Regions from separate parts of the Mus musculus genome. Here region 2 is linked to region 1. Evidence: chromatin contacts called from public ChIA-PET data. All regions are on one chromosome and are shown on one strand. The core of a region is the stretch at or near the end of the contact, and the rest is flanking DNA. Distances in the headings are between cores, read along the strand shown. Region 1 overlaps 1700025G04Rik (RIKEN cDNA 1700025G04 gene). Region 2 overlaps Gm36920 (a long non-coding RNA gene).

The links. ChIA-PET counts read pairs in DNA pulled down with a chosen protein or histone mark.
Region 2: an RNA polymerase II ChIA-PET map of memory CD8 T cells shows a contact between it and region 1, with 31 read pairs. The contact joins two enhancer-like sites. A contact is called at or near these places in 3 of 484 Hi-C or Micro-C datasets (CD4 T cells, embryonic fibroblasts and nephron progenitors) and 5 of 115 datasets of contacts at active chromatin or transcription factors (acute myeloid leukemia, bone marrow-derived macrophages, embryonic fibroblasts and 2 more).

The regions. Positions count from the first base shown.
Region 1 is chr1:152,034,555-152,040,005 of GRCm38.p6, forward strand. All of the region lies in intron 1 of 1700025G04Rik (RIKEN cDNA 1700025G04 gene), which reads right to left. Among named protein-coding and RNA genes, the nearest start is that of 1700025G04Rik, 53 kb to the right of the region's middle. Within about 2 kb of position 3,722, at least 53 of the 459 cell types and tissues checked have an H3K27ac peak or open chromatin away from gene starts, as enhancers often do. A contact at or near this core is called in memory CD8 T cells, where this site is marked.
Region 2 is chr1:152,266,427-152,272,487 of GRCm38.p6, forward strand. The region is part of intron 3 of Gm36920 (a long non-coding RNA gene); the gene reads right to left. Among named protein-coding and RNA genes, the nearest start is that of Gm36920, 21 kb to the right of the region's middle. Within about 2 kb of position 4,160, at least 26 of the 459 cell types and tissues checked have an H3K27ac peak or open chromatin away from gene starts, as enhancers often do. A contact at or near this core is called in memory CD8 T cells, where this site is marked.

The sequences.
Region 1 (5,451 bases), core at 2,472-4,971:
ATTTATCATCTGATTAATTTCAAAAAATATATTTAAACAAAGATTAGGAAGAAAATAAACTTACTACAACTGCTTTACCCCCATACTTTATAGGAGCCACTAAAAACGTGGAAGAAAACAGGGAACGTAGAAAGGGAAGAACACACTCAGGCCACTAAAGAAAAATATCATTAAATGCTCTTTTCACCTCTCCTCCAGCCCAGGCCTCACATCTCTCCCCTCTTGGGGGAATGAAAGTCAAAAGAAAAGAGGCCATGTGGTATCCCTGTCACCATCTCTGGGCAAAGCAGGAAGTGAGGTTCACAGCAAGTCCCTAAGGACTCAGGACAACCGTACTCAGCAGCTCTGGAGTCTTAAGCAACAGCTCGGCATCCGCAAAGATGCTACAGAAGTCCTCACAGACGAGTGCCCAGCCCTGGGAACACACAATTAGAACCCACAATGGTCCTGGGTGGCGATGTTTGTAAATGGTAGCACCTGAGGGGCCCATCAGAGACTTCCTGTAAAACAGGAAGGATAGAGAGGCATTTTCCACATTGACAGCTTGGCAAGGCAGTGTGCAAGGAAAGGGGGGGGGGGGGCTCTCGTCATGCTCCGAATAAGTCTGAGGAGGAAGCCTTAGAAACGGGGCTGCTTAGAAAGACGGGCTGGCTAATGAAGAGCTTTACTGAGACCCTAGGAGCCACTGGCATCAGTAGAGATGCACAGCAAGGGTGGATACTGAGGTCTGAATTAGGACAATGTACCAAATAAGAAGAGGGCACAGCAGACTTAGAGATGGAAGGAAGGAAAGGATGGAAGGAGGAAGGGATTGAGGGAGGGCGGGAAGGAGGGAGGGAGGATGGCTGGCTAGCTAGTTCAGACAGTTGTGTAGCCTGAGCAAAAATCACTTAAACATAGTTTCTGAGGTGTTAATGCAGACAAAGGAGATAGCAGTAGACAAAATATGCCCAAGGTTGGTGTTTGTAAATGGCAGCACCTGAGGGTCAGACCCTGCACACCTGATGAAAGTCTGCAGCAGAGACCAGAGAAGAAGAAGAATCAAACATGCAATAATAATTGAGGATGCTGTGAGGTAGTCCATGATGTGCTTAAATTATGTGCCCCTGAACTGATAAGATGAAAATCAAAAGCCTGAATTCCAAAACAACAACAACAACAACAACAACAAACCACACGAATTTGCATATACAAAGCAGTACACCACAGAGGAATTAATTTTTTTGAGTTCATCTATGAACTGATATGAATTCAAGAATAAAGCAAAACTTTAAGCGAAAGCAGTTAAGAAATGGGAGCAGAGTGGAGAGATGGCTCACTGGTTGAGAGCACTTGCTGCCCCTGCAGAGGACCCAGCATCCTCATGGCTGTTCACAACTGTCTCTAACTGGAGTTCCGAAAGGCCTATGCATCTTCAGGTCTCCACAGACAGCAAAAATACGCATGCAGGCAAGACTCACACTCAAAGTAAAACTACATCTTTTTTAAAAAGCTACAGGAGAAAATGCTGTATGGATAACAAAGAAAGCTGGACTGTGGCTGCAGACCACTCTTTCTAGAAGACGCACTACAGGATCCTGAGAAAAACAGAGGAAGCGGGTGCATTTCAAAGTCAGGTTTTGCTTTGTTGCTGTTTTTAATGTTCACTTTTAGAGACTTTGAATAAATACCCAGAGAAGAGAAAACTGTAAAACACAGCCCCTTGGACCCATGTCTAACTTTAAATCAATCAGCTGGGGCCTCTGGGATCTCATTCCTAAATATTAGAATCTGTCTCTAGAAGGAATGCTTTAAAAAAAAAAAAAAACACCAAAAGCCTAACTCCCCGATGATCTGCACACCGTTTAAACTTTAAATGCCAGGCTAGTGTTCAGTCCTCAATTCCCTCTTACTGATTTCCTTTGTTTGTAGTCAGCATCCAGGCCCTCCTCTATCACAGACCTCCTTGGTCTCCTTCAAGCCACAGGTTTCCTCTGTGTGTGTGCTGGTTTTGGTCTTGGTCATTTGACCTGGGAAGTTTTGATGTTTTGTTGATTACAACTACAAAGTATCCTCTACCAACCACCCCCACTTGACCCCTTCATGTTGTGTACATCGGCACTTGGCTGTAGACTTCTGATCAGTTAGATTCAGGTTCAGTATTTTGGCAAACATAATTTTAAAGACTGTTGAGTTCTATCAAGATATATGAAGGTATGTATATGGGAGAGGCAGCTTAGTCAACGGTAAAGTAGTGACTGCTATACAAGGAGAAGGATCTCAAGATGTCAGTAAAAGCAGGGGGAGGGGAAAGAGGAGGGGAGGGGGGCAGCAGGGGGAGGAGAGGAGGAAGGGAGGGGGAGGGGAGAGGATGAGGAGAGGAGAGAAGGGGAGGGAAAAGGAAGGGAGAGGGAGAGGAGAGGGGAGGGAAGGGGAGCGGAGGGGAGGGAAGGGAAAAGGATTGGGTGTGGCAGCACAAATTTGGAATCCCAGCTAATCTGGGGAGGAAAAGCTCACTGGCTGAACTGGCAAGCCCCAAGAAAATGGCAAATCCCATCTCAAAAAATAAAGTACATGACTCCTAAGGAATGACACAGGAGACTGTCCTCTGACCTACACACACACACACACACACACACACAGAGAGAGAGAGGGAGAGAGAGAGAGGGAGAGAGAGAGAGAGAGAGAGAGAGAGAGAGAGAGAACTGACATACTTTATTTATCTCTCATAGGAAAAAAGAGCCATTTCAAAAGGACAATCTGAAAGCGCTCGGGTAGGTGGCACTGAACCACAACAAATCCTGTCTTAACAAGTTAAAAAGCAAGAAGTGATGCTTTGTCCTCCAGCTTCCAAATGTGCTTGGTGCCAACCCCCCACACCACACACACACACACACACACACACACACACCACACACACACACACCACACACACACACACACACACACACGGCAACAAACAACAACATACTACAATCTTTTATTTTTGTGTTTACTTCGATGGGAAATCCTGAGTTTTAAAAGTCTGCCATTAAAACTGTCAAAATGAGAAATTTCTGTGCTCTCTTCCAAGAAAACTCATAGAAGAGAATTCTCTACCATGTCAACTCAAGGGATCGAGATCTTTAGCTTCTAGACAGAGTCCATACAACCACAATCCTTTATCTTGCAAGAAAAATATTTAGCCAATGACACAGTATTGGTGTTAACTATTAACACAAGATAACACAGGGACTCAAGGTGTGTGACCCGGATTCTCACCACCCTCCCCCATGACACTTCTCTACAGGAACACACTCAATGCATCGACTGTCTCTCTTCTGGAAAGCTGCCTCGTTGCCTTTAACCTGTCTCTTGTGTATACCCCTAAAGAATAAATTTCTCTTCAACATTTATATCCAATATGCTCCAAAGCATTGAACATCCCCATGTACTAGAATTACCCTGTCATTAGAAATAAATATCATGTCTAAAACAAGGCAAGTTTTGAATTATAGAGCAGTAGTCTAAGGTAAAATTGACCCAGAAAAATAAACAGACTTTTCATTACAAAAGTGTACATCCAGATCCTGGCATTTAAGAACGAGTCTGTTCTCAATGCACACCTATAATGTGACTTTTGTTAGGGCGGATGCTAAGTCAAAGGCCAGCAAGTGATGCCAGTGCAGAGACCGCAGACAAGCAACCACTGCAGAGAACAAGAGAAAAGGCGACAGATGAGCTTTTATAGGAAGCTGTGTCACCTGACAGGCCCAGCTCAAACATTTCCTCTGCTGGAAGCGTTCCCCCCACACCGCATGGAAGTAGTAACCCAACACAGCTTGCTGTTTTCTCATTTGCATCCTGTCTGTCTCAGCACAAATCACAGTTCATGTGACCCTTGAACCAATGCTGAATCGTTCTAGGTGTTTCCACACTGAGAACTCAGCAGGTACCATCGGGGTCGCCTCAGATTGGAAACTCTTAATTTTTAGACGCCTTGTCTGCCTCCATCCACTGGGCTACCCTTCTCCCTGTGAGCATTCAGTGTTCCCTGAGTGACAGCATAAAGTAGTTCTCTCGTTCTCTTCATGACAATCATGTGACCTGCACATGTTTTCTGCATAGCTATTGCACGTTCATCTTCAGATTAAAAGGAACTAGATTAGAATTGAATATGACTCCCTCCAGAGTCTCCCAGCTAGTAAGCGGGTGACCTGGAGCCTGCTGTGGTTGAGAATAACGGACTGGAGCAATGGTGAGCATAACTCTGGGGACAGAACTCAGAGAAAGGGTCAGAGATCTTCCTTTGCCTGGGATCTCTACGTAAAGCGGCATCATGAGAAGGAAGAACTATGAGTTAGAGCTAACACCTTCAGATGAAAAGCGTGTTAGCAGTCTGCACTCCCCAGGAAAAAGAATTCTTTCATTGAAAGAACTTTAATATCTGCTTATTCTAGAAAGCCAAGCTGAGATTCGAGTCACTATGGGAAACGCTGTCCTTGTGCAGACCCCACCGAGGGCAGGACATCCCACTTCCTACTCAGGGCACACATCAGGCTCAAGATCCCCTCGAATGGCCATCTTTCAGACTCTGCTGAGCTATCTTGGCCCAGTGACCTGTTTCAGAGTCACCACATCAGCATCTCAGAGTGCCCTGTCTCCAGATATTCTGCAATGGCCAGCACAACAAAGGGCACTGATGGAATGACAACATTCTAGAGACTTCACTACCGTCCCTTAGAGAGGACCAGGGCAGCTTCGGGAGAAAGGGTGCAACACCCAGAGAAATAAATCAACAGTCTAATTACAGGGAAAGAATGTGGAATGAATTCTCCCAGTATACCCAAACAGGATAGGGTATATAGGGATGTAGTATCTCAACACTTGGGAGGCTGAGGCAAAAGGATGCTGAGTTTGAGGCCAGTCTGGAATACAGAGTGAGACCATGAGGTCAGAAAAAGAAGCAAAAGTAGGAGTGGACACAATGCTGCTTTCTCAGGTACAGTATTTACAAAGGAATTTTACATTGTAGGCTCTGGCACCAACCGCAAACTCATGAAAGTAGATTGCCACAGGGCGTGGAGCCTTCTGGTAGAGGGGGAAAGTTGTCACGGTATTTATAGACTTTTTCCCCCCAGTGGAATATAAAATCCAGTACTCAGGGGTGAACACACTTCAGGCTGTAAAACACATTGGAGTGCTTCTTGTCAGCCCCAGGCCCCAATCCATGAGCCAGCTAGGGAAGAAGGCCCTGTCATACACATACTGGTCTCACCCAGAGCTGAGTGTGCAGGGCGCACCGCCCACAGAAATAAAACAGACTGTGGCAGTGAGAATGGAAGTGTTAAATAAACGATACAGCGACTTTGCACCTAAGCGTTAGGGAAGGGCCTGGGAGTGGGAAATCTCCAGGAAAGGCATGGAGGCTTTCTCCACTTCCCTTGGTTCGCCTTTGATTCACACTCAAAACCCAGACTACTGCTATTACCA
Region 2 (6,061 bases), core at 2,910-5,409, 230 kb after region 1:
ATATGTTATAGTTGTATAGATTGAGCATGTTGTGGGATTCCTAACAGTGGGAGCATGGTCTGTCTCAGACTCTGTTGTCTGCTTTTGGGACCCTTTTCCCCTATTGGGTTGCCCTGTCTAGCCTTAATAGAAGAGGAAGTGCCTAGTCTCACTGTGACTTGCTATACCACAGCTGGTTGATATCCACTGAGGTCAGCCCTTTTCTGAAGAGAAATGGAGCAAGAGTGGATGGGGATGGGAGAGGAGGAGGGACTGGGGGAGAGAAAGGAGAGGAAACTGCAATCAGGGTACAAAATAAATAAAATAAAATAAATCATGACAATGCATTTTCATACTTGGTCTCAATCTAATGACTTATATTTATTAAACACAGAATTTCTTGTGCCCGAGAAAAGATGCCAGTGACTGCCCTGAACCTGGAGCTATTACTCTTTGCCCTCTTAATATACATCTAGCCTATTTAGTTTCTTAGTTGCAGTAAACAAAGCAGCAATAAACACAAATGTGCAAACATTTCTGTCTGTGTTGACCCAGGGTTCTTTAGGTAGATACTCAAGAGTGGTGTGTCTACGTCCTATGACGTTATATCTCTTTTTAATCTTTTGAAGAATCTCCATTGTGATCTCCAGGATAGCTTTGAGGAGACCTGGTAATATTCCTTATCAGAAACAAGCTGTGCAGAGGTTCCTTGGATTTTGTCTTTCCCATTCAAAAGTGGATGGTTTTGACAGATGTGGTCATACACCCATACTTCCACAGCTGGAGAGGTGCACTGAAGATACACACTGCTCTGTCTCCTTACCTCTATCAGTGAACTCCAGGCTGTCTTGAAAACCCAGGTGGGAAACTGGAGAGACAGCTCAGTGAATAAAATACTTGATCATTTCTGAATGTACAGCAGACTTGGAGGAGGACTGGCCAGCTTGATAGAAAGGAAGACAGCATAGAGAGGGGCAGATGTCCCAAGATAACTTCTACACAACTAGAGTTTTCAAACTGGTTGTCGTGTCTGTCAATAACATAGGAGGCTATTCTGCTTGCCACAGAGCTTGTGCTTTAGGCACCATGGCTCATCCCTACTGGCCAGCTGTTTCTATGAGGCTGTTGAATGAAGTATGAGCCATACATTGATTCCAGATGGGAATACTGGTACAGAAGGAAACAAGGAGAGTATTGAATTATAGATAGCTTAGTCAAGGTCACCAAGTAGCCAGCACCTAGTGGCATGGTATTGTTTTAAATTTAGCTATTGAGCTACAAACCTATACAGACAGGAAAAGAAAGAAAAAGAAGAAGAAGAAGAAGAAGAAGAAGAAGAAGAAGAAGAAGAAGAGGAGGAGGAGGAGGAGGAGGAGGAGGAGGAGGAGGAGGAGGAGGAGGAGGAGGAGGAGGAGAAGGGAGTTGGGGAGAGGGAGAAGAGGAGGATGGGGGAGAGGAAGAAGAAGAAGAGGGGAGGGGGAGAGGTGGAGGAGGGGGAGGGGGAGAGGGAGAAGAGGAGGAGGAGGGGAAGAGGAGGAGGAGGAGGAAGAGGAGGAGGAGGAGGAGGAGGAACTATGCAGGGAAAACACAGATCAGAAGTATAAACAAGCTGTACAAGAGCACCAGGCGTGGCTGTAGTTGTAAATAATCATTCTTTCTAGTCATCCAGGGCGCCATGATGGTTCATCTCGGATTGAAAGGTGATCTCTAACCAAGAGTTTCCCTCTTCACTCTTGGTTTTGCTGCCTGTTTTCATATTGACTTTGCTTTCCCACACATCGTAGGGATTGCTGGGCCTTGACTCTCTCTCACTTGAAAGATGCTTAACATCACAGATAAGCCCTCTCAGGAAGAGCTCAGCTCTTGACCTAACTGCCCTTAAGTCATTCAAAGGTCCGTCTTCTCCCTAATTACTCTCCTTTGCCCACTCTGGCAAGGGCTATCATACCATTGGCCAGTCACTCTAGAAAAAAAGATCCTTGTCTTGATAAATCATCAGAGCTTTCTGGGAATACTTCTTAAAACTCTCCTTCCTCAGCCTTCCCCACTGCATGTTCTGAATGAGCCAGGGAACCTCTGTCCTTACCCCTAGAGGCCAGTCCAATGGAGCCTAGCTTAAAACGTCACTGAAAAACTTCTAAAAGGGTGTTTAGTTCATATCTGGATAACACTGGGGGTGTGTATGGCTATAATGCACATTCCTCCCCTTGACTCCATCTGGTGCCCTGAAATCTGCATTTTTTTAATTCCATTAATGTATTTATTCACTTTACATCTGCATTTTCAAATAGGAGCAGATTTTGACAGAGGTTCACAGACTATTTGAGAAACATCATTTTAGGGTATTTCTTTTTAGTTTCAGAATCTTCCCTAGAGCCAGTGTGATCTGGTACTTAACCCATTTATTTACCATCCTTGGGAGGCAGGGGGTTAGAGAAAGGTCCAGAAGACAACAGAAGCCATAGATAAAGGGAGGGGCCACACAGCAATGAAAATAGACCATGGCATTAAACAGAGTAAACAACAAGGTGTCTCTGAATGTGGGTGAGACACCCTTCGCCTTCACATGAACACTCTAATAACACAAGAGTAGGAACCGCTCATCAATTGATATTCACATCAAGTCTCACTGGGTGTTACCTATCAGAGGTGTGTTGCTTAGTCCTTGATGAAACTTTCTGTATTTTTGAGAAGATCAGAACTAATCCAAACACATTGCAAATAGATAACAGAGCCCATTTTTCAAGCTTGCTCTTGGCTGGAGTCGAAGCCTGGGCTTTTAGTCACCATGGCAGTACATTGTAGCTAAGATCAGTAGGTCTGAAAAAAGAAATCCATAAATATGATATCATAGTCACTAGGAGGATGATTAGCTATTATAAGGGTACCCTGAAGTTGGTAAGAAGATCCTTTTGTAGTTAAACAGAACCCACCTCAGGGCTGGAGAGATGGCTCAGCAGGTAAGAGCACTGACTGATCTTCCAGAGGACCTGGGTTCGATTCCCAGCACACACATGATAACCCATAACCATTGATAGCACCAGTTCCAGGGGATCCAACCCTCTCATCTGGCCTCTGCCAACACTGCATGAGTGTGGTAGACAGACAGACACGCTGGCACTCACACATATATATTAATTAAATAAAAATTTTATAAAAGTTCGTCTCCACAATTTATCAATTTGATGAACTTGGATTTTTATAGATTGAGTTCCCACTAAAAATATACACCTGAGTAATCTAGGAGAACTTCCTAGAAGACACAGACTTGGTAGGAATCAGACACTGGCTAACTCTCTTCCTTAAATAGCTGTCCATTCCCATGCAAGTGCAACCACTGAATTCAGCTTCTCTCCCCCAGCTGCTGGTGCAGTGGCTTTGCTGGGGTACACGCTCTTGCTGTGAGCTGTGCTATCCACTGCAGTCCTGCAATGAGGAGGAGCCAGGAAGCATCATTGCCTGCCAGCCAGTTCAGGCCGTGCATTAGCAGTCAGCCTACCTCGGCCGGCCTTGCTGCGCAGGCTTGGCCCAATCTGTAAGGCAAGGCAATTTTCCATCTCTAATTTTCTGCAAACTCACTGTCCCCTAAGAACAAATAGCTATAATCAAAATGCCTCCTGTTGACTTTGCAAAACCTTGGAGCAAGGCTAACCACAGGTTTCTAAATGCTCATCTTCAAAGCAGATCTTTAAGGATGTAAACTCAGGGGAGGAAGAGCTTCAAGAGAAACCACTGCAAAGGGCGGTGGAGCTGTGGGCTGGGCATGGTAAAGAGCACCTTGTCCATCCTCCGCACCTTGTCACGTACAGAGCTTTGAAAAGGACTTTTTTTCTGCATTTGGTCTAATAGAATAACAAGCATAAACAAGAAGCAAAGGTTGCTAGAGTCTGGTGTCTACACAAGGTTTTGGAAATGGCCAGCATATACATAACTGCTAAGTCGCAGATAATGGGTGGGGGGAGGGGCTGGCATTGTCAGAGAACAGCCTGAATAATCGTCTTCTAAACAGATGAACTCTGATTCTTCCATTACTCACTTTATCCGTAATGTGTGCTGTGGACTGTCAACTCACGGAGCTGAAGAGGAATTATCCATGCAAGGCACAGACTTACGCTCAGGCTGCTCTTGTTTGCAGGAGATGAGATTAGTGCATAGGGATGAGGTAAGACAGCGGAAATTGACGGCCACCAGGTAGAAGAGATGCAGAGAGTGGGTGACAGGAAGCCAGGGGTGGAAGAGGGTTGAGGTGGACTACAGTTGTCAAGAGAAGTTCAGTGGAAGAGACTTTGCACAGGTTAGGATTTGGAGAGCAACAGAAGCAGGTATGGAGGGCGGGGGGGGGGGTGTTCTAGGAGAGGAGAAGCAGGCCAGGAGTGTCTTTTTTTTTTTTTTCTGCTTGTCAAAGTCTTTGAGGCTTTTCGAAGATGAAAGCCTGCGGATATCTCTGTGTCTTCACAGAAAACCAGTCCAGTGCACACAGTTACATAAAACATGGGGGCACTAGATGATGTCCAAAGGGACAAGTTATGTATTACAGATTTTTAAAAATAGCATCTTATATTCTAAACAGCATAAAATTGAAACCGTATTTCACCTTTTCCTTAGCTTGGAATACTCGAAATGTTTAGTTGTAAAAGAAATAATTATTTGAACAGATATGATCAAAAGTGCATGCCTGTGTGTGTGTGAGAGAGACAGAGAGAGGGAGAGAGAGAGAGAGACAGACAGACAGAGACAGAAAGAGAGAGAGACAGAGACAGAGAGAGACATAGACAGAGACGGAGCATGCACTCTGACCGAGCAGCAGCAAGTCCGAGTGACCCACCTGTTTCTCCCACACCAGTGCTGGGTTTGGAAGCCTGTGCTACCACGTCTACATTTTTTAGGTGGGTTCTGGGAATCTGAACTACAGAGTTGATGTTTATGTGGGAAGCACTTTCCTAAACAAGCCTAGCCTAGCTACCCAATGCTAGTGTGTGTGTGTGTGTGTGTGTGTGTGTGTGTGTTTTAGACAAAAATCTCATTAGGTAGCCCAGGCTGGCCTGAAGCACAGAATTCTCTTGTCTCAGCTTCTTGGCAGACTCTCATTTATATCTGTGATTATTTCCTGTTGCTCTCTAACCAAACAGCTGTGTTTGGAATGGGTGAATAAGATTCCATTATAATGAAAAATATCACAAACCTGCCACTTGGGGAGAAATTTTTGAAATGCTGAAATGGCTGAGAAGATAGTTTGCATCCCATTTGATGATTAAGGGAGAGCACTCTACAGTTCAGATGAAAAGCTGTGTTAGAACCATACACCTGCCTGCAAGCAGGATTTTAACCGGCAATTTGGCTTCTAGGTAATATATGATGACCTACACAATAAATTAATCTTTTTTTTTTTTTATTTCACGAGAAACACAAGGCCAAAACAGTGCCAAGTATGCTCCCCAGAATTGCTTGGCCATGTTCCCAGATGGTTCAACAGCCTAGCTCATCAACCTATTTGCTAGGTGGAGTCTTACTCTTCTGGTCTAACCAGATTGCAACATGTTCTTGTCCCACAGCCCCTGGTATCATGGGACAATAGTATTTTTAACTCTCCCTTGACTGGGGCCATTTTAAGGCTCTCTGTTTATCTCCTCTAGCTTGGATTAAAGTTCTATTAGTCAATTTAATCTCTTGTGGATGTAGATTCTACTTGAAAGATGTTCCTGATCAATGTCATCTATCTATAGTCTGCTTTCAATGATTGTTTTTCATGTCTAAAGATCATTTCCAGTATTCTTTTTTCCCTAAGTTTATTGCTACACAGACATTGATTAATTAATACCTTAATTTTACTTTATGTAGTTGGCTTCTGATAGTTCTAACAACTGGTGTGATTTGCTGTCTCTACTGAGACTCATTCATGGTTATGTTTCCTTTATTTACAATGACTGTATGCAACACGAAGCTTTCATGATAAATTTTTTTGAGGTAGGTTGTAAAGTTTGCTCGTCAGATAGCTTGTGTGTTTGTTTCTACTTTACAAAGATACTAGCTCTCTCTAGTCCTAAGACTTGCTATAAACCTTGAGGTAAGTGTTGTTACTATG